Regions from separate parts of the Mus musculus genome. Here all the other regions are linked to region 2. Evidence: chromatin contacts called from public Hi-C, promoter capture Hi-C and targeted proximity ligation data. All regions are on one chromosome and are shown on one strand. The core of a region is the stretch at or near the end of the contact, and the rest is flanking DNA. Distances in the headings are between cores, read along the strand shown. Region 1 holds the start of Hectd2os (Hectd2, opposite strand). Region 2 holds the start of Rpp30 (ribonuclease P/MRP 30 subunit). Region 3 holds the start of Btaf1 (B-TFIID TATA-box binding protein associated factor 1). Region 4 has its middle 16 kb from the start of Fgfbp3.

Region 1 (5,891 bases), core at 731-3,230, 610 kb before region 2:
TTTGATCTTGGCCCAGGCTCCCCTGTGGGACTGAGCCTTGCTGCCTAGGGGTTGGTGGTGACAGCTGGAAGGGCCCTTGCTTTCCTGTGATGTAATGAATCATGAGACTTATGTGTCCCAGCCTTACAGGTATATTTTTGTCAACCTTCTTGGAAACTGAAATTTGTGCACATATTTCTTTTTTTCTTTTTTCTTGGATGTTTTCTTTATTTACATTTCAAATGTTATCCCCTTTCCCGGTTTCCCTACCTCAAAGAAACCCCCTATCCCATCCTCCCTCCCCCTGCTTCTATGGGGGCGTTCCTCTATCCACCTACTCACTCCTACCTCCCCACCCTTGATTCCCCTACACTGGGGCATCTATTGAGCCTTCATAGGACCAAGGACCTCTCCTCTCATTGATGCACGACAAGGCCATTCTTTGCTACATATGCAGCTGGAGCCATGCGTACTCCTTGGTTGATGGCTTCCTACCTCAGGACCAGCCCTTCTCTGCTGAGTACTGTCTGTGAGGTTCTTTCTTCATGATCCTCCCAGAACTATAGTGATCAACTGAATAGCTTCATGCCCATTGCTTCTTTTAAGGGTATAGGAGAGTTGGAGAAGGCTTTGCACAAACCCAGAAGAAGTTGAAACATTAATTCTGCCTCTATGGGACCCAGCATGGATTAATTACTCTCTCTGGGCATTTCTAAAGACCCCTCACTGCAAGGTGGACTTGAATCACCTCCCCGCGGGTTGTTATAGGGAATAGGATTGTAGGAAAATGCTTGGACCACATCGGTTACAACCGCCATGCCCAGTGGAAGCAAGGGATGTGTTAGGGAACTGAGGTCACCTCTCTCCTGGCAATCAGAAGTGGTTTCCCTTTACTGTGTGGCTCCTCCCATTTTTTTGTACAGCACAGTGGGGGGGATGGTTCCTATTCTGACCTGTGGCTAGACCTGGGTGAGCCCTTGGTCTCTCAGCCACAGTTTTCTTGATTATAAGGTGAAAGTAACAATATTTACTGCTTATGATCTTGGGAGAAAGTAAGATTCAGTAATCAGGGCAGTGCCTGGCTCAAAATAATTACCTGCTATTGAGTACACCCCCCTTCTTTTCTCAGACCATATGTTCTGTGTAGGCAGAAATGTTTCCAGATGACCCGTGGCCCAGGGATGGGCCTGAAGCTGGGCCACAGCAGCTAGCAAAAGGAAAAACAAGTCCCCCTTCTTCTCCTGGTTCTCAGTGGATCTCATTTGAAGAGTATAACATTAAGGTTCCATAACAATTTAGAAGATAAACAATCCCAGAATAGGTTCCTACAGCATTAAATAGGGCAGTTTAAAAATGGGTCACTGTGGGGGAAACGCAAACAAACAAAAGCCTCGCCTGTGTTATACAACAGAGGCCCCTGGGGCTTTGTTTGCATGAGAAAGCAGCTCTGGAAAGGTGTACTAAGGATTTCAAACCAAAGGCAGGTAAGTTTGTAGCAAAAATAGTACATAAATCTGCTTATTAAAAAAATAACGTTCCTATAAAAGTTACCGTGGGACTCAGTTTCCCCTTTTCCAGAGTTTGAGAGCTGGGATGCATGCATGGGCCTCACAGGGTTGGATAAAATGTTCCAGGATTTTCATAAACACTGAGATGACACTGGCATTTTAAGCCAGAATAGACCTGGATCTGACTTGATTTAAAGGCATGGTTGGGTTTTCCCAAGTTTTTGTTTTAGTGTTATTTTTCCATCATGTATCAATGGACTTTATTTTGATCAAATCCACACTTTTTCTTTCCCACTAACCCACTAACTCTTTCAGGGTCCCTCTCCTATCCCTTTCCAGGGTAGAATATATGGATATAGATTGTATTTTTTCTCATTTCCCCTGCTGCCCTAGGCTGTCCTCCATCCTTCTGTCTTGTTGCTAATTATCTTGTCCCTCCATTACATCTCTCTCTCCTCCCCCTCACAAGTCACTGCAGCCTACAGCTATGGTCTCTTCCTCTTTGTGCATAGCTTCTGCTGGAATCTTTGCACTCACTCTGCCGGTGACATCGAATGCTATTATTATCTTCTGCGTGCTAGTGAATGAATTAACTCAGCAAGCTCTTCCTGACAGCTGTGATAGCGTGCCAAGCACTGCATTAGGGACTAGGGGTGGGGATGATGAAGGCAGGGGCTGCTCCTGTAGCTGAGATCTGGGGTTGACCTTCGGAGTCAGTGTGAGGAGGTCAGAGGTAAGCATGGCAAAGGGGTTCATGGGTCTGTGACAACAGGTTTCTACTCAGTGGGAGGGGAGGAATGGGTGGGAGGGTTAGGTCGGTTTCTGTGTGGAAGAAGTTGGACTGTTTCTTCAAAGGTTGCCTAGGAAGGGTGAGAGGTTGGGGGCACCAAGGAGATGGTGAGAAAAGCAGTGGACAGGCTAGTGAGAAAAAGCTTGGAGTTTGCTTCCATGTGGCTGAGATATATGGGAGACTGGGCTAGACAGACAGGGCGGAGCACAACCCAACAGAATAACACAACACAACATAACACAGCACAACTGCCAGTATGCCTTTCTCTTTCTGGGAGAAATTCTCTATCTGAATTGGGAACAGGTCCCAGGGTGGCTCATAGGAGGCCAGAAAGGGTACTTACTGACTCTTTTACTGAGAGAGTGACTTGAGGATGCCACAGCAAGAGAGTCTCTGCTTTTGAGATGACTATGGAAGACTAACTATGGCCAGATTAGTAATACCATGTGACACAGACAAGGTGTTGTGGGGCCCTTGGGAAAGAGCACTGACCCTATCTCAGGACCAGGGAAGGTTTCTTCGAGGTGATATAGGCTGATCAGCCATCCTGACTCTTGGAGTTTATACAGTGGAGGAGGAGGCAGAGGAGGAGGGAGGGAAGAGATGAGGGGGAGGAGGAGGAAGTGGAGGAGGGAGGCTGGGGAACTTGGAAGAACAGGGAAGAGTGAAGCCTAGCCAATGTGCAGAAAGATCTCCTGTGCTCCACCTCTCTGAGCTTCAGCCTTCCAGGCCCAAGAAACAAAGCTACAGACTTTGGGGATCCAAGGGACTTTGAAGTAGGCCAGAGAGCAGCCTGAAGAGAGATCTGGCTGGCTGTGTATAGGCCTCTGGTCTCTCTTGGAACATGGGCCTGTTTTGCAAACATAGCAACATGGGCCAAGTACGTGGGTTTTGGCACTAGTTGGGCTGACCCAGCTCACTAAGCAAATAGTGGGGGAGTTTCTTCCTTTTTCCTTTGTAAACTTCAATCTTCTCTGGGCGCATAATTTATAGAATTCCAGAGAACTCCATTTTTGGCTTTCTTCCCAAGAAGGAAAAGCGCCTCACATTTTCCACACACTCGTCCCAGTCCGCTGGCCTAGAGCCAAGACTTCTTGTTGAGGCTGAGAAAAAGATGGTTGCTGTTCAGGGTTAAGGTAGTCAGCGGGGGTGGGGTGGGGGTGGGGGAGCTATACTACTACTCCAGGGATAGCTGCGGTCATGTGACAGGTAAGTATTCTTCACAATAGTCCTGGAGTGGAGAATAGATGTATCAAGGTTCAGGGCAAGAGACTATGCAGACAGCGGAGATCTGCTAAGGACTGTGCAAGGAGTCTCCCTGACTCCCAACTCTCCATAGCTGCTTAATGTTCACCAAGCACTTTCTTGTCTCATTGGATGAGGTGAGAAACAATCTCTACCTCCTCCCGAGTGTACCAAAAGGGAAGAACACATAGGACCAAGATTCCGATTTAGCTGCTCAACTCCAGCTGAGTTGCTAGGTACACGGAACAACAACTTGAAATCAGCTGCCTTGAGATGGAAAGCTTCTAGGCCTTAGGTGGTGGCTTGATGGGGGTGCTTTCCCTGAGGGTTCCAGGGATGCTTTGGGTGAGCAGTGCCCACCATGCTTAGCCCTCCCTTGGCAGGATTGTGCCTGAAGAGTTATCAGAGTCTTGAGTCCCAGAGACTTGGCTGGGATTGTCACCTAGGTATTTTGACTGCCGCCTCAGCCTTTTAGGTTGTCCCCGTTACTCTAATGTGCCTGTCAGGCTAGTCCACCCTGTGCAGATGCTGCCAGGTATGTGAAGCTGCCCATGTATGCTGGGCTTTGAGATCTAGGCTGGCTGACAAATGGGTTGCCTGGAAGTCCAGTAGGGCAATCTTTAAATCCAGATCCCTGCCCGCTCCGTGTGAGCGAACAGCGTCTAGAAACTGCACAGTTGGTGAAACCTAAGCTTTCGAACATGAGACGTTCTCAGACGTCTGTTTCCTCTTATAGTCAGGGGAGAGCATCCAAATCCCACTCTATTTGTCATTGTCATTGCTGCCCTGAAGGGTCAGGATACACTGCTCTTGGCCTCCAGACACTTGGCTCTGAGCACCGATTAGCCTTAGGAGTGCTGAGCTCGGATGCATGCAGTAGGCACTCAATAATGTTTGTAGAGAAGGAGTCAAATTGTGTCCCATGACAGACAGGCCTAGGAAAGGCTCTATGTCATCACAGTACAAAACAGCACGTCCCCTCCTTGTGGGCCACTCAATGCCCCCACGTTACAGCCCTGACTATTTCCTCAACGAAAATTCTACACCCTTGTAACAAATTTCTTCTGCTATCTTCCTGGAGAATGGCGGCTGGCTCTTTCTCTTTGTCAGTTCTCAAACTGATGGCTACCTCTCAAAGGCCATTCTTGTCAAAAGTGGTTCCTCTTCACCCACGAAGGTCCTGTCTCATTCTCCACGCTCATCTTCATCACCAAAGTTACTCTCTGTTTTCTCCATGACTCCAGCATAAGCTCAATGGGTAGAGACCTTTCTCATCCCCTGTCACTGTGGATCCCAGTGACCGGCATATAAACACTAGGAGTTCAAGAGTTATTTGTTTATGGATGAAGGAAAAAAGATAATGGGATCTGATATCTCCTACTCACAGAAGATGAAGTGAAGCTCAGGGTTTAGAAGTCTGATGTAGATTTGCTTGGACCAGATCTCAAAGCTGTGAGCTCCCCCCCCCCCCCCACTAGCTTATTCTTCAACTTGGATGGGTCTCTGGAACGAACACAGAATCATGGCTTTCCTTACTAGTTTGGAACGAGGACCATATTGTCTCTGGAGAGTAACAGCTTGAAGGAACCCTTAGAAGCTAAAAGACCACTCACACACTTAGGCTGACAGTGGAAACACGCCAATGTATGTACACTGAATGATGATGAGTTGGGATGAACGAATGTACGGCAGTACAGAAGCATATGAAGTGACGTCAGACCACCAGGGACACGGGCGGACCGCTCATCACTGTTGGTGTGAGGGGAGGCTTCTCTTGAGATTCTGACGGGAGAACGAGGAGGCTCTTGAGGATTGCTGTGAAGCTCAGGGGCCTTCTCCAGTACCCGATCAGTAAGGGCTGGTTCTGTCACTCCCAGAAACTGGATCACTCTGGCTGAAGACTAATCTGCTTCCATGGCTCACTGACTCTCACTGCTTTTCTTATATTTATTCCACAGAAGATGACGGGCAATGAATCATACCAAGCCACAGATGAACCAGTGTGCTAGCTCCGGTAGAAGGTTACTCAGGGCAGTAAGAAGCTATTAATAATTATTAGCAGTCGGTGCTTCATCTAGTCCACACTACCTATGTTCCAATGTATGAAAGGTTTAGATGTATTACTTCAATTAGATAAGGCTGGAACTGTCTTTTTAAAAAACGGTATTTAATAAAGTTAACAAAGCAGACCTTCAATCGTATGCAAAGGAAACTATTTTTACTTCCATTTACAAATGAAAAATGCTAATGAAATTTTCTTCCTGTTTAGAATGACCGATTTGGGTTTTAGCCTACTAACTGATCACTGAGAGCAACCCCATGAACATGCTAAGCAGGATTAAATTTATCAGTGTTGGGACAGCTCTGTG
Region 2 (5,943 bases), core at 38-2,537:
GAGATTCAAGAGTCTGGCATGACAATAGGGATGTAGCTAAGTGTCAGGATGCTTGCTAGGCATACACAGAGTCCTGGATTCAATTCCGAGACCTGGAAAATAAGGGGGTGGGGTAGGAGGCAGATCCTGAGCCCTACTGTTTATTGTGACTTAAGGTGAAGTTTCAGGTTCTTCACCTGTCCCATGATGTTAACAGCAGACAGGACTTTCAAGTGTCATGAAAATGAAGTGAAACAGCACCAGTATTTTAGAAGAGTGCACATATTTAGCTGCCACATTTAGAAGCCAGGCACATATTTAGGCTGTGGTTCATATTAACACAATGCTAAAGACTCAAGTTTTATGTCTTTCTGTCACCTTTGTTATCATTTCTTTCTTCTGCGATCCCCCTCACATTTGCTCCCTTTCCTACGGAGCAATGGAGTGATGACTCCCTCACATCTCTTTTGAGGTACTCTACAATAACAGACGAGGGACACTACAGGCTTGTCTTACCATCACAACAGACAAGTGCCCTGTCCCCAATACATTTAAATCACGACTCTTGTCTTTAAGTTGCCTAAAATACTGACAGGATAATAGTGTATTAATATTAAAAGAATAATGCATGGTAATGATAAAATAGCGGCCCTTCGTCTTCCCAGTCAGCCCAATAACGCCCTACTTTCCTTCCTCTCGAAGGGATTTGAGAATCTATTATTTGGCAGGCCCTATGCCAGGTGAGAGCTCACATGATCAACGTTCATCCTTAAGGCACTTGAGATGCTCGAGAGAAATAAGGTAACGCCCTTCCCATTCTCTAAGCTCCCACAGCAGTTCCTGCCCGAGACCCAGCTTTCTGTATTTGACAGATGCCGTGTGACTCAAAAGGGGCTGATACCAAAAGCACTGGCTGAGGGGACCAGTCCCTGTTCCTATCATTCATCAGCTCGCAGGCTCCATGCCAATGCCTCGACCCCTTAGGCCTCCGTTCTCTCCCTCTGCACGAATGACTGGGCAAACACAAACAACAACAGCTTTGTCAAGAGCCCGAGTTTCTCACCCAGGGGATCCGGGTGATACTGCAGCTATTCTCTGCCTTTAGGGACGTCAGGCAGATCACACGAGAGACCGGAATGGGGCCTGAAAAAACTACCAAACAAAGCTGGATGGTGTGGGGGACAGAGCCAAGCCAGTAGACTCACGGTGAGCAGCAGTCTCCACGAGTCCGCGCAGAGCCTTCAGGTCTGAGCCCGCTCTTAAATCCAAATCTGCGAACGCCGCCATGCTGACATCCCAGGAGCACCCGCGCGCCAGTCTGCGCAGCCGCCGTGTTGTCCCTCAGGCATGCTGGGAGTTTTAGGTTGTTCCTTGAGCTTTCTGGGATTTGTAGTTTTTCTTTCTCAGTCGTCTTGGGTCGTCTTGCAGAGACTTTCCTATTCCCTAGAATCCAGCCAAAGTTAGTGTGTTGGGACCTATAGCCTTACTTATTCATAATTTGAATGGGAATGTTTTGGTACTCTCTGATGGGGCTCAAATCTCCCATGCTCCTACCATACAGCAATGCAAAGTGACTCATTTTAAAGGCACCCATAGAGCATACCGATGTCAAGCAGACATTTCTAAGGTCTTGAAGCCTGTTTAAAGCTCTGGGGAGCCGGGCGTGGTGATACACGCCTTTAATCCCAGACCCGGGAAGGCAGAGAGAACTCTGAGTTTGAGGCCAACCTTCTTTATACCGAGAGTACCAGGCCAGTCTGAAATACAGAGTCTCAAAAGTAGTTAAACTAACAAATAAATGAAGATACATGGGAAGTTATTTTTCTTTCCTATTTCCACAGTACATTCCATTCTTTGAAAGTGGCCTTTTTGAAGTATTTGGTCTGTGGCTAAGATTATCTAAACTCTTTGGGCTAAGACAATCCGTTACAGACTACAACCACAAGATGGCAGAGTGCTCTCAAAGCTGATGGTTTAGCGCCAACACATCCTTTAGCCAGAGGACTGACTGGGAGGGGCAAAAATGAAAACATGTCTTACAATGTTTTTCATGAGAAACATACACATATCATTTGATGTTTCTACTTTTAAATGACCCTTTTAAAAATGAACTCTTTAATATTGACAGATCAATTATTCAACAACATAGAACACGATTTTTAATCTACTTGATGTAGAGGGCCAGTCCTTTACCCCTCTCCATTCAGTCTTTAGTTGCCTAGCATGCGAACCCTTCTGCGCATTACTAATAAGCAGCTCCAGCCTCGTGCAACTCAATAGGACTTCTGAACTGCTGGTCTCTCAAATAAGAAAAGTCCACTTCTCATGAGCTTGTCCGTTGGGATTATACCAAAGTGATGGAAATGTTTAGAAGCATTTTCAATTTCTGTACTAATCACAAAGAATATGGAGTCTTCTCCATCTGACCACACTACTGTAATGATCACTAATTTCCTACAAATTTCTGAAAGATGATGATGATGGCGGTGGTGGTGGTGGAGAGGAGGAGGAAGAGAAGGAGGAGAAAGAGGTGGAGGAGGCAGTAGCAGAGGTGGTATTATTAGTAGCCCAGGGTGGACTTAAATCCACAATCATCTTGCCTCAGTATCCTTGGTTTTGGGATTACAGCTGAGCACTGCCACACCTATGTTTGGTTAATTTTCATAAATGATTGTTTCCAATACTTGATATTTTCCAAGAACAAAACAACAACAAAATAATGTCTGCAACCAGACCAAGGCCGTACAAAACAAACCCCTTGCTTTCATCAGAATGTCTAGTTCTAACTTTTATAGTAGTAGAGAGATGTCTTCATACAGGATCACAAAATCTAGATTGGTCAGTCGAGTAGCCATTGTGTAGTGGACCTAAATAAGAATTTTAGTTATTTGATATTAAGGTTAGACTACAGAGGGCATAATTCTTTAAGAGTCATGGTGATGTTACTGTGGTCTTCACCTTTTAGATTCCCTTTGTTCTGAGTGTTAGCATTTCTTCTAGGCTCCTCCTAACAGTTACCTAGCAACAGCCAGGTACAAGCCTGGCTTGCTATAAAAGGGCTCACTAAGGCACCCCCTCCCACTGCACCATGATGCTGCATTTCAGAACAAATCACTGAGCTTAGGTGAAGAGGAAAGGAAGGATTAGAAATGAAATGAAATGAAGAGATAAAAACCACTGAGCACTGCACTGCGGCAGAGCATCTGCCAAGTACTTATGTGTGCATCTTGTTAATTTTCAAAGCAAATAAGTATTTTTTTTAAACCAACATCTACCTTTTTGACATTTGAGCTAGTGAATGCTTCAGCAGTATAATGGTGGATTGAAGCATTTTGGCTCAGGAGCTGCCTAGTGTGTTGTCTCCTGAGAAAAGCCAGTAGGGAGGACAGTTGTGGATGGTATGAGGAGAGAAGAGGAAAAGAAAAAAGGGAGGTTAAGGAAGGAGAGAGGAAGCAGGGAACGGGAAGGAAGGGGAAGGAGGCAGGACTGGGCAGAGAGAAAAGGATGGGAAAGAAAAAAGTTCAAATGTTGGCCTGAATGGGTGGCAGAGGCCTCAAGGATGCAACACTTGAAGAAGACCTTAGAAATTGCTGAACGGAACACAACTGTATGTTTTGCTGATTTAATTCTAACAGGCAAGTGGGGTGATGGTTGATAGTGATGGTGGTTCCTGTTTTCTGGGGCTCTAGGAGAATGGCTACTAAATAATTTTCTCTTCCATAGTGGAACTTAGTGTCAGGTCCATCAGAAACTGGGAACAAATGTCTAACTCCGATGCCAATCAGCACACAAAGCATATGATGATGGCTTCCAGGTTCTCTCAGTATCTCAAGTACTTGTTACAGAGTTCATGCTGGCTGGCATCCTCCTCTCCTTACCCTGACCCATACCCTAAACTGTTCCAGCTCATGGGCTTCTCTATGATAGAGAATAACAAGTTCAAAACTTCAACACCATTGTATTGAAAGAATCCATGAGGAAATCACTTCAACTTGTAATGTGTTCGTTTGTGAAATGTTTCCTGTTGGTGAACTTGCCCAAGATAGATAACTTTGCAGAATGGGATAGTTGAGCAAATCTTAAGAAACTGCCTATCCTTGTAAATTCTACTGCCTCTGTTGTTCTTGAAAGACAGTGGGTCCTGGGAACTAATCCCAGTGATGCTTCTGTTAGAACTGCTTGCTTGCCGGAGATGGCTGAGGCATCTACAGGGTGTCTATTGTAAAAGGCATGCAGGATGAGAAGTAGTTCCACACCCCTAAAGCCTCATGGCTTCTGCCATTATAAACCCAGGGTAAATACGGATAAGTGCTGCATTTTGAGAATCCTCGTGTAGACCAGGCACCAGTATACAATAAAGCCTCTCATTTGTTAAAATTTATTCATGGTCATGGTGAATCTCTGAGCAACCCCAGACCCATAACACTCTTCCACCAGCTTCTTATTCCCATATAACCTTGCCATTTTGGCCATACACATTCTCTTTGCTCTCTTGGTCATTTTGGCCCTTTCTCTTCTTTGCTCTCTTCTCTCTCACTCAATCCCTGTTTCCTCTTCTCCTGGTCCAGTTCAGTTTTCTAGCCATGTTTAATCTACTTTCTTTTCCTGCTCTAGACTCTTCCAGATGCCTCTAACTTTTCTCTTTCTCATATCTATAATAAAAACCTTCCCCTCAACCATGCCTTGAGGCAGTCATAACCTCACTTTAGACACTTAGAAGATGGGGCTTTTGCATCCAAAGTAGCCTTTGATATCTTAGCATCTCCAAATATGTCTAAATTTGTGTGTTGAGGGGGAACAGGAAAGAAATACTGGGGAGTCTCAGCAGAGCAAGAGTCCCCTTTTATGATTTGAGGGTCCTCTTTTGGGGTTCTTAGTTTCATTAATAAAAAAAATTAAGAACAGACACGGATAGGCTGGAGAACAAAGAAAGCAGAAACTCAGCACAATTTATTAGAATTTAAAAGGAGAACCCCAAAGAAGGCAAGCTGTAAACACCACAGCTGCCTGCAAGGGAGGAGAAGGAAAGGAACAAAAACCACACTGCTTAGAATGAAGCAGCATGGAGGTCAGCCACCTGGCGGCAAGCATCCCTAAGCTGGGCAGGCAAGCGTCAGAAAAAGAGCTAGGATGCAAAGAGTACTGGTTAGGGAGTTTAAAGGTTCTGGCTGTTGTATAAATGGTTACTTCCTTAGGAGTCAGGTCTCATAAAGGTAAGCAGACCCAACTGAACCTCAGAGAGGGTCAGCTGGTAGAAACTTCCCTAGCAGATAAAATGCTGGAAAGAAAAGGGTATTTTCACAGTAAGGCCCCTGGTCTGGCAAGTTTTGATCGACCCTTAAGAGAGGAGTCAAGGGCATGTCCACCTAGAGGCAGACTCCAATGTCACTGTCACTGCGCTTCTTGCTTCTTTCTTTCTCAAGCTTCCCTTCTTAGGGTCTCATTTTCCCACCATTATACCCTGTCTTAGTCTCACCTGAAAGGTGAAAGCCAGGATTATCCAAAGATGGGTGGGCTCAGGACCCAGGAAGACCTGGAATTTATTTCAATTTGAGTCCAAAGACAGAGAAAAGCTTATGTCCCAACTCATGGTAGTCAGGATGAAAGAATTCCACAAGATGAGGGACCTCCATCTGCACAGGATCCACCTTCAATAGACAATCAGATAAAGCCAGACCTCAGGGAGAGCAATCCACTTTACTCAGCCTGCTTACTAAGATGCAAATTCCATGATGAAGAGTACCCACAACCTAAACTAAGCACAACCAAAAGCAAACCAGTAAAACAATAGTACTGTACATCACTTGAAAAAAGTTGCTCAGATAAATATTTTCATTTCTGGCAAGCTTACATAGGGGCATTTATTCAGGACACAGAAGAGCGCAGAGTCTATGTAAACTTGCACTTATAAATGTAATACTTAGAAATTCAGCTGCTTAGTAGTGTGGTTTAGATCTCAAAGGA
Region 3 (5,246 bases), core at 1,791-4,290, 840 kb before region 2:
GGCTGGCCTCGAACTCAGAAATCCACCTGCCTCTGCCTCCCGAGTGCTAGGATTAAAGGCGTTGTGCCACCATGCCTGGCCACACAAAACTTTTTAAAGAGAGCATTTCTTTCTGCTTCCTAACTGTGGATGCAGTGTGTCCAACTGTCTCATGTTCCCACACGCCTTCCTAACCATGACCAACTTTACTCTCAAACTGAGCCAAAATAAAACCCCTTTCCTTTAAAAAAAAAAAAAAAGAAAGAAAGAAAGAAAGAAAGAAAGAAAGAAAAAAAATGAAAGAAAAAGAGGGAAGAAAGGAAGAAAAAAGTTTGTGTTGTTGAGTGTGTGTGTAAGAGTGCGTGTACGCCCCCTCACCTATTGCAGATGTCTTGGACTAGACGTTTGGAGTTTGGATAACGCGTCAATTATAGAAAGTCAGAAAGAGGGGCTGCAGGAAGCTTAGAAAGGTGGGGCAGGATTGGACCTAGTGACTGGCTAGATAAGAGGAAATGAAAAAGACAGGAAGACTACTCCAGATTTCCGGACAGAAGAAGGAGCAACAGTACCAATGTTTATAAAATCTTAAAATGCTGGGCAGTGGTGGCACATACCTTTAATCCCATCATTCAGGAGGCAGAGGCAGGTGGATCTCTAAATTCAAAGCCAGTGTACTCTACAGAACCAGAACAAGTTCCAGGACAGCCAAGGTTACACAGAGTAACCCTTGTGGGGTGAGGTTAAGGGGTCTTAAAAATATAAGGTTTCTCTACAGTTATGGGCATTGACATAAACAGAGCAAAAGTATTTATTTGATTCTGGCACACGATCTCCATTTCTCAAACTACATTCTGCCTATTTTACATAAAAGTACTTAAAGGAATCCCCACTTCCACAATAGCAACGAGAGAAAAATGGAGCTTACTCAGCACAGACTTATGCTTAGTGCATGACATCAGACCTGAAACTACAAAGTTTGTTTTTCAAACTGAATCCACAAATATTTTTAAAAGTCCAATACCTCCTCCCAAGCAAGGCATCCAAAGCCTTCGCTTACATTTAGATTACTAAACTAAGCATGGAAGAAGCTTCTATAAAATGTGGCTGGCTTTAATTATGGCAGTGAGTTTTAAAAAAAAAAAAAAAAAAACAGGAACAACAAACAGCAGTTCTCTTTGAAAGCAGATCATGAGGACCAAAAGCCTTTAAAGCCCACTCTTTCTTTCAAAAGTTGGATCTATAGATTAGTGCTAAGCGAAAAAGATCAATTTTTTTAAAGCACTATCATTTTGCCTCTATAACGCTTTCCAACATTGTACAAATATAAACCTACTTCACGAAAGGAAGTACTAATTCCCTTAAATTAAAAAACCCTGAGAAGGCCAGGTAACACCACATCTCTAATCCCAGAACCAAAGCTCCTTCTGAGTTCGAGGCTAGCCTGGGCTACATGAGCCCCTTGTCTCAAAGAAGAAAGAGAAGACAGAAAAGAGACTTTAAATCTCATGCTCATGTACCAACATATTTCTGGTGTATATATTTATGCATTTACATGGAAGATAAATTATAAGATAAATCTATCTGTACTTGCAGAAATAAATGCCACTTGTATTCTCTTAAAGCAGTTTCATAGGTGCTGAAATAAGAGTCTTTCTCCCACTAAGTCTGCTTATGAAATAAAAATTAGCTGTCCCTACTACCAGTACCTAGCAACTCCCTTCACTCAGCTCCCATGGGATTCTCCCACACACTATTTCATCAGTTACCTAGGGAGTGTGTGACTTGGGTTACTCCTTCCTTATAAGAGTGTGCATAAAGGAATGTGTTCAACTAATTTCGAAAAATTAGTGAAAGCTGTTTATTTTCGTCATTTATCTCCCTCAGTCCATTTGGTGAAAGGACTCAATTCTCATTATCTCATCATCCCTAAAGGACTTTGGTAACTCTTAATGACTAAACACGGAGAGACCATCCCGACGACTTAAACGTCAGCGGGACACCAAAATCATTTCCAAGTTTTCAACTCATTCTATCATCAGAAGCTACACAAGTTAAATGTTTATACGTCTTTCCATAATTTTCCCAGACTCTTCCACGTGGGCAAAATTTTACAATAATTTAAGATCTGTGATAACGCTTGGGGAAAGATGCTAAAATAGTCATCTGCTTAAGACCACACGCTGATTGACAGAATACTTACTGCTTAACAAAAAGGAGGAATTAGACCTCAAGAAAAAAGTGAGCAAGACTATACCCGTTACGCTGTAAATTTTTTTTAAAATTTAGCATAACCAGATGGTCTCTTAGATAACAGTGTTTCAACCCCCGCCTCCATCGACAGTTACTACCAAGTTTTGCCGTGAAATGGTGGTTTGGGAACAGACTTTGATACTACGAAAGAAAAAGAAAAGAAACTCGCCTAGAAATTCAAAGAGGGAAGAGAAACCAAAGAGGAGCAACGTGGTGAAGAAAAAAGAAAAAAGGAAAAAAGAAAAAAAAAAAAAAGCCAGATCGAACGCGCCGAGTCACATTTAACCAGGAGAAAAAGCGCTTCGTGAGCCGACTTCTCCGGGTAACCCGAGCCCAAAGCGCCTGCCAGCCGAGGGAAGCCTCGGAAGTCTGGGCGAGCGAACGAGAAGCAGCGCTCACGCCCCGCACCGTCGCGCCGGGAGCCGACCGACAGCCTCGCCCGCCCGCCCGCGCGCGCTCCCCGTTAGCTGACGGGCGGCGACACCCACCTGGAGACCGCCATGGCCGGCGCCGGCGGTTCGGAACTCTCAGGGAGCTACACGCCGCGCCGCTCCGGCGTTCGTTTCCCGAGCAGAGCGGCGCAGGCCCAGGCCGCCGGGCGCAGGGCGGCAGGCGGCGCGGCGTGGAGCGGCCCGCACGGGCCTTCCGGCATGTGCCGGCCACCGGAGCTCGTCTCCGCAGCGACCAGGGTCCCACACACGGGCGGAGGCGGCGCCGCTCTGACCCGCACCACTTCAAACCGGGTGCCCCCAGCCCCGCTCTCTGCTGACGCAGACGCCGGCACGCCGGACTTAGCGTCTGCACGCCGGAAGTGACGTCACCGGCACGTTTTCCCCCCCCCCCCATCCCCACTCCCTGCCGGCGAGCGGAATGTAGCAGCGCCCCGCGGCAGTGGGAGCGGGTTGGCAGCGTGGATCGGGAGCCCGGCTCCCAGTCTTTAAGATTAATGGGAGAAACGGAAAGAGGTCTTGATCTTCCAGAGAGCGATAAAGATCACCTAGCTAAAGTTCCGAAAGTTCCAAACCTCGGTCTCTAAGTGCTCTCTCCATCCTGACCCTACTACCCAGCTAGGCGGCTTCCAAACAGGAACAAACTGGAGAAAGGAGACTCCGGCCCAGGTCGCGATGCTGTGGGCGGGATGAAGTCAAGAAGGAAACACTGCCGAGGGCTGGCTAGGGTGGTGCAGGCCTATAATCCTAGCACCTGGGAGGCTGAGGCAGCAGATTGTGAAATTGGGGGTCAGTCTGGGCTACAAAGCAATCTCCGGGCCAAGAATTTGCAGTGTGGTTCCGCGAGGAAGAGGGTGGGAGGAGGCTCAAGTGTGTGTTTACTATTATTTACCATTAAGTTCTGCATAAATGGTGAAGGGACTGCTAATGATTTTGCCTAGGCCTATCACCCTTCTTCCCGTCTTTTCCTCCTTCCGTCCCTCCACTGCCAAACACTCCTCTGTAAACTACCATAGCCTTAGAATTTGTTTTTAATGCCAGTAGTCAAACTAGTATTTCTCTAGTTTCGGCAAGCCCAGTTTATAGGCCACTGACAGATTAATCATCAAAAGCACCTGTCCTGTCGCCCTTCCTTATAAAACATGCCCACTAGCTTCTTGTTACCTATTTAGAAGTTATGTCTCAGGCTTTGAGTCTGCTTGTCATCTGTATGATGAGAAGCACTGTAAAAGGTTGTGGAAGGTGGGGAGGGATGTCATGAACCCAGGAAAGTTCACAAGAACTTGGTGAACTGTAAAATAGATCTGTATAGGAAAAGATGAACTAAGTACTTGCTAAAGTATTGCACAGGTGACTAACATTACCCCTTACATTACAAGGCAAAGCTATAAAGTAGTGTGATGTTTTTCCACGGTGGGGCTAGAAGCCCAGGATTTGGGTTCTATACGAAGTATAGAAGAGTGTTTTGAGCAAGAGAAATGATCTAGTTTACATTTTCTATATGTTTTCCCTAGTATCAAAAAATATAGGTCCAGGGCTGGAGAGATGGCTCAACAGTTAAGAATGCTGGCTGTTCTTCCAGAGGTCCTGAGTTCAATTCCCAGCAACTACATGGTGGCTCACAACCATTTGTAATGGGATCTGATGCTCTCTTCTGGTGTGTCTGAGGAGAGGGACAGTGTACTCATATAAATAAAACTATATATATGTATATATATATATATATATATACACATATATACACACACACATATATATGTATGTATACACACACACACACACATATATATATATATACATATATATATAGTCTAAAGCTTTGAAGAGAGGAAAGGCCTATTGTTATCAACTTGGTTTTTTTCCCCAAAGGCAATAGATTTTTAAAAAATGTGTATGTGTGTAGCTTCTGCCTACAGAGGCCAGGGGGCCAGAGACTATCTAAAATTCCTGGAGCTGAAGTTACAGGTGGTTGGAGCTTCCTGAGAGAATTGAACTCAGGCACTCTGGACCAGTCATGTGCTCTTAACTACTGACTTTGATTTCATTTTGTGTTGGTTTGGTTTTTGTTTTTTAAAGACAGAATTACTCTGTGTAGCCCTGCCTGTCCTGGCACTCCCTCTGTAGACCAACCTGGCCCTGACCTCCTGCCTCTGCCTCGTGTGTGCTGGATTTAAAAGTGTGGTGTGCCACCACCACCACCACCACCCTGGCTGAACTGGCTCATTTTTAAGTCCTTTCTCATAACACATAACAACTATGTGTCCAAAGAACTTTTATAATATCACTAAGTTTCATTTCTACATCTGGGAAGTGAAGAAAATAATGGTGCTGATGGAGTTGGTAGGGACTAGATGGGAACACACAGCACTGAACCAAATGACTGCCGAATAAGCACTCAACCCTACTCATTAAGCCGATGAGTCCAGGGACTGGCTCATGCTAGGCACAGTGCGACTCTGAGCTAAACCTCCATTTCTGATGACTCCTTTTGTTAACAGCATAGCCTTGAACGAGTTACTTAATTTCTGTATCTTAATTCCTCAACTGTGGAGTGGGGAAAATAACACT
Region 4 (5,346 bases), core at 995-3,494, 820 kb before region 2:
TGGTTGTTATGAAATATAAGAGGCTGGGGGATACCTTTGGTGGGCCCATGCCAAAGTGTGCCCTAAAATAATAACACCATGCAACAGACCTGGGGGAAGGAGAGAGGAGCGAGGACCTGGAGAAGGGATAGAGGCAGACAAGTGGACATGTAGACAGACAGACAGATGGGAGCAGAGCCATGAGGGCAGAGAAAAGGGGGAGAGGGAGAAAAAGAGGGCACACGCAGAGAATGAGCAAGGAGCTGCCCACGATAGAGAGGGTGGGGCAGGGAGGGAAAGAGCTAGCCTGGCAACCACAGCAGCAGGCCATGACTTAAGCAATTGCTAGGTCTCTTCTGACCTCAGGCCGAGGCTGAATCGCTTGTACGCTAACATTGTTTTGTTTTTTTGAGGATGTGCCGGTGATTTCTGGGACTTCCTCCAGAGTAAGCTCAGGCAGAGGTCTTCCCTTCTGGCCTTCTGTGCAGTCCATCTCTTCGTGGGAGTTTATGATACCCTCCCGAGATTCAGGGATGCGCAGCTTTCTGTAACTTTTTGTCTCATGCCTTCTACTTTGTACAGCATCCTCTTCGCAGGAGTTAGTTAAGCACTGAAGAGGGTCAGACATACTGGAAACCACACCCAACATAGGAGGACTGCGCTCTCCCCTGGGATGGGAATCCCCCAGAGTTCCTGCTCTGCTCTCCAGTGTGGACCGGACAGACTCTCAGAATCCTTGCTCCTGTGACTGGGTCTCAAAACTTTTATTAGTAGAACATTTAAACTTTTTTTTGTTTTGTTTTGTTTTTTTCGAGACAGGGTTTCTCTGTATAGCCCTGGCTGTCCTGGAACTCACTCTGTAGACCAGGCTGGCCTCGAACTCAGAAATCTGCCTGCCTCTGCCTCCCGAGTACTGGGATTAAAGGCGAGCGCCACCACTGCCCTGCCTAATAGAACATTTAAAAAGAGCCAGTCATAAGTTACAAAGCCTTTTCTTGCATATCTTCTTTTATATTTATTCATTTTTTTTACTTAATTTGAAAGAAATATTTTATTATATGTACATACATATACATGAATATACATATGTGTGTGTGTGTGTGTGTGTGTGTGTGTGTGACACAAAGTGTCATGTAGTCCAGGATAGCCTCCAACCTCCAATTCACTGTACTTACACACACACACACACACACACATGTTTGAGATAAAGTGTTATATAGTCCAGGATAGCCTCCACCACACTGTGTAGCTGAGGCTGGCCCTTATTTACTATTACTCCTACCTCGACCTCCTGGGTGCTAGGATTACAGGCATACCTGGTTTGAGACAGATGTCATGGCGTGGTGGCTCAGGCCTTTATTTCAGCACTCGGGAGGCAGAGGCAGGCAGATTTCTGAGTTCGAGGCCAGCCTGGTCTACAAAGTGAGTTCCAGGACAGCCAGGGCTGCACAGAGGAACCCTGTCTCGAAAAAAACAAACAAAACCAAAAACAAACAAACAAAAAAAAAAAACCAAAAACAAAAAAAAGACTTATGTATGAGTGACCTACTTGCGTGCCAGAAAAGGGCATCAGACCCCATTATAGATAGTCGTGAACCACCATCTATTTGCTGGGAATTGAACTCAGGATCTCTGGAAGAGCACTGGGCCATCTCTCCACCCCACCCCCACCCCGCAATCTGTTTTCACTTTGTGAGAAACTGTTTCTCAAAGTCTTCTGGATGGGGAAACTTCCCAGTGATCTTTTTAGCATCACAATCCTCCTGCCTCCGCTTCTCAAGGGTCGGAATCACAAATGTGCCCCCACCCCCCACCCCCGACAGGACAGCCGTTTTAGGCTCCAGGTTGGGCCGTATCTTCCAGTGAGAGAAGCCCAGCTCCACGATTTCCTGTTTCCTAAATTATTTAAATTGCGGTGAGACCTTGTGGTTCTAGAAAATGGAATTAGGGTGACCAAACAGTGAGGCTCTAGAAACAGATATACCAATAAAGTCCTATGCACGAGCCAGGGAGGGCGAACGCGACTCGTCCCAGCAGGGCGGGTCAGGTGTCTGGAGCGCCTTTTCCCCCTAACTTGACTCCCCTCCCGCTCCCCGCCCCGGCGAGCACAGGGTTAATCGTGGGCCAGGGGCCTCTGCTCGGCCCACATTCCGTCGCTCAAAGGGTCGGGTGGTCTGATGCCAGTGGGGTGATTTCGCCTCTTCATGTCCCACCCTCCCACTGGCCAAGCCCGCACCCCTCCCCGGCCGCCCTGGCGCCGCACGGTCACGTTACCTTCGCCGCCATTCAGGCGACCCTGTGGGCTTACAAAGCAGGGACATTAAGAAGTCTACGGGCGTCGCTGCAATTAGAAACGTGGGGCCAAGATCGGGGACAGTTACCGTGGTACTGCAGGCCAGGTCGTCCCGTCTCGCATTCTGACAGCTTCCGAAATGTAACTCGCTGGTGTTTGGTGAATTTCTTTGTCTGCATTTTGGAAATAAAGCATGGCACAGCTGCAAAAGGTGGTGTGCCTTTTCATCAAGTCCATGTTTACGGGACAAAAAGGAGTCGCCATTGTTTAATTTTATACGTCATGTTTTGCAAAATATAAACATATATGAGGAAATCGGGTTTTAATCTGTGGCAACCTAAATGAAAAGAACAATCCAGAAAACCGAGGTCCAATCTCTGAGCCTGCTCTGTGACCTTTTTATTAATAAGCCTGCGCTGGCAACATTCCCTGAGATATTTGGTAAAACAAAATAGTGTTTCCTTTTAAGGGCTTCGGAGTTGACCCATCAGGAGGTTTTAGACTAACTTCCCTTTAGCATCCGATCATAACAGAGAAAGTTCGATTAAGTCCATCCATTTAACTAGAGAAAGTAAATTAGCATGCAAGATGAGCAGAATGAAATGCCCAAACACAGCTCAAATCTGTCACTTCAAGCAGTGATACTCAGGGAGTCTGTAATGATTTAAGGGTGACTAGGGACTGACCGCCTAGTACCCTGAAGAAAAGCACATAATACCTTTATTCCCAGTATTCCCGAAGGATGAGTTCAGGATGCTGTAGGTACCCTGGACAGAGAAGTCTTAAGGAGTCAAGGTTTTGGAAGCCGGGGAACAGGTGGGAGGGGGAAATTCCATCCCTGCACAGTTCCTTCCAAAAACTTATACGTGGGTGCTGGAGCGATGGCTCAATGATTAAGAAAACTCGTTGCTATTGCAGAGGACAGAGGTTTGTTTGGTTTCTAGCATGAACATTGTTGAGATCCATAAGTTGCTCCGCATGTGGTTACATGAACGCCAGTCTCAGTCAGGGATGGTTTACTGAGCACACACCCTAATACTGATCAGACCAGGAACATAGTTCAGACTTCGTGAGCTGAAGCTATGACAACGAACATCTTTCTCTGTCAGCTTATAAAGGAAAAAAACAACCCCCCTCAAAAAAAAAAAAAAAAAAACAACAACAAAAAAAAAAAAACCAAACCCACAATGAGTTCATACGCAGGTGCAGGAAGTGCTGCCTAGTGGTCAGCTCTGACTCATAACAGTTCATACTGACCTTTAACTTGATGGGTCCTACGTAAAGCTTTGTGGACTTTCTTAAGATTAACAAACCTTTTACAGAACATAACAGAGACCCTGCTCTGAGTCAAGTTGTATTTCTGTGGCAATGACTTGGAGGCATTTTACAGCAACAATATGAAATAGCTGGCAGGCATGGAACAACATGGCTACAGTTTTGCTGGGGGTTAGGGTGGCAGACCTCAACAATATTGGCTCCAAACAATCTGTAACTCCAATCCCAGGGGATCCCACGCCCTCTTTCGGCTTTCCAGGACACCAGGCGTGTATGTTGTGCATATACACATGGAGGCAAACACTTGTACACATAAAATAAAAAGAAATCTTAAAAAAATATTTAAAAGGAGAAGAAGGGGGAGAGAAACAGATTGAGCACAAAAGTAGCACGTTGTGGTGGCATTTACCTTTAACCGCAGCATATTGGATGGCAGAGGCAGGCAGATTTTTGTGAGTTCAAAGCCAGCTATCAATATGTAGTGAGACCCTGTCTAAAAAGAGGGGAGTGAGGGCTGGAGAGATGGCTCAGCAGTAGGGAGCACTTGCAGAAGTTGCAAGTTGCTCTTGCAGAAGATCCTGGTTGGAAATCATCACCCACATTGAGGTAGGGCTCACAAGCACCTGTAACTCCAGTTTCGGGGGATCTAATCCTTTTTGGGGGTCTTCAAGAGCATCAGACAGGCACTCATGCATACAAACAAAATAAATCTAAAAAAGGTCAAAGAAAGTATAGAAGTTAGGCCAGTGGTCTCCCAACATTGTGGTCATAAGACATTTGGGGCTTGGGGGGGTGGGATGGCGCTGGAGAGATGGCTTAGCAGTTAAGAGCATTAACTGCTCTTCCAAAGTTCCAGAGTTCAATTCCCAGCAACCACATGGTGGCTCACAATATCTGTAATGGGATTTGATGCGCTCTTGTGTCTGATGACAGCTACAGTGTATTCATATACATAAAATAAATAAATAAATATTTAAAACAAAATAAATGAATAAAACACTTGGGGATTTCTTAAAACTCAGCACTGCAGGGCAGTGGTGGCACATGCCTTTAATCTCAGCACTTGGGAGGCAGAGGTAGGTACATTTCCGAGTTCGAGACCAGCCTGGTCTACAGAGTGAATTCCAGGACAGCCAGGACTACAGAGAAACCCTGTCTCGAAAAACCAACCAACCAACCAAACAAACAAACAAAACCAAAAACCAAAAACCAAAAACCAAAACCAAAACCAAAACCCTCACAGCACTGGTCACACTACAGTGTAAACTGAATGCTGAGAGTCTGGTATCTGTATTTAAAAAAAAGAAAAAGAAAAAGACTCCAATGTACAATAGAAATTGGGGAATGTAGGGCTTGGTGGAGGCAGAGACACATGCACCTCTGTGAGTCCAAGTCTCAGTGAACCCAAAGCTTGGTGTCCATAGTAAGTTCCAAGCCAGCCAGCCAGAGCTAGGTAGTGCAACTTTGTCTCAAAAAGTGGGGAGGAGTGTGGTGGTAGCTGAGACAAAGAAACCGAATCCGGTCCTGGGAAGAGACCTCAGCCAGTTCTTTGCTTGCTATTGAAGCACCAGGCCCTAGTCTCGGACCACCAGAATCCACAAAAAGGGCCTAAAAGCTCCGAAAAGTTGACAAGACAGTCTGGGTCTGCACCTCAGTGCTGAGTGGTGGAGACTTGTAGATTCCTAGTTTCCTGACCAGCTCATCTGGTCAGCCAATCAGTGAAAAGACTGTCTCGAGGGAGACAGAGGAGGACACTTCTGGTTTCCACACACATGCATAGACTCACATTCAGATGTACA

Evidence for each region. Promoter capture Hi-C pulls out the DNA fragments that hold promoters and counts their contacts. A called contact is a pair of places that touch in the nucleus more often than the background predicts.
Region 1: a contact with region 2 is called in a promoter capture Hi-C map of hippocampal neurons, with 2.9 times the contacts expected there. A contact is called at or near these places in 2 of 39 promoter capture datasets (the C10 cell line and hippocampal neurons) and 1 of 130 datasets of targeted methods (large pre-B cells).
Region 3: a contact with region 2 is called in a Hi-C map of CD8 T cells, with 2.8 times the contacts expected there. A contact is called at or near these places in 6 of 39 promoter capture datasets (the 3T3-L1 cell line, the C10 cell line, the HPC-7 cell line and 2 more), 4 of 484 Hi-C or Micro-C datasets (CD4 T cells, CD8 T cells, cortical neurons and 1 more) and 4 of 130 datasets of targeted methods (astrocytes, large pre-B cells, pro-B cells and 1 more).
Region 4: a targeted proximity ligation map of astrocytes shows a contact between it and region 2, with 2.4 times the contacts expected there. A contact is called at or near these places in 2 of 39 promoter capture datasets (the 3T3-L1 cell line and the HPC-7 cell line), 2 of 484 Hi-C or Micro-C datasets (cortical neurons and embryonic fibroblasts) and 3 of 130 datasets of targeted methods (astrocytes, pro-B cells and stem cell-derived neural progenitor cells).

What each region holds. Positions count from the first base shown.
Region 1 is chr19:36,685,568-36,691,458 of GRCm38.p6, reverse strand. It overlaps Hectd2os (Hectd2, opposite strand), which reads left to right and starts at 1,980. Exons shown (of 5, transcript NR_033510.1): 1 at 1,980-2,220; 2 at 5,792-5,891.
Region 2 is chr19:36,079,060-36,085,002 of GRCm38.p6, reverse strand. Rpp30 (ribonuclease P/MRP 30 subunit) reads right to left here and starts at 1,287. Exons shown (of 11, transcript NM_019428.3): 1 at 1,185-1,287. The coding sequence starts at 1,266.
Region 3 is chr19:36,923,873-36,929,118 of GRCm38.p6, reverse strand. Btaf1 (B-TFIID TATA-box binding protein associated factor 1) reads right to left here and starts at 3,040. Exons shown (of 38, transcript NM_001080706.1): 1 at 2,718-3,040. The coding sequence starts at 2,731.
Region 4 is chr19:36,901,244-36,906,589 of GRCm38.p6, reverse strand. No RefSeq gene overlaps it. Among named protein-coding and RNA genes, the nearest start is that of Fgfbp3, 16 kb to the left of the region's middle.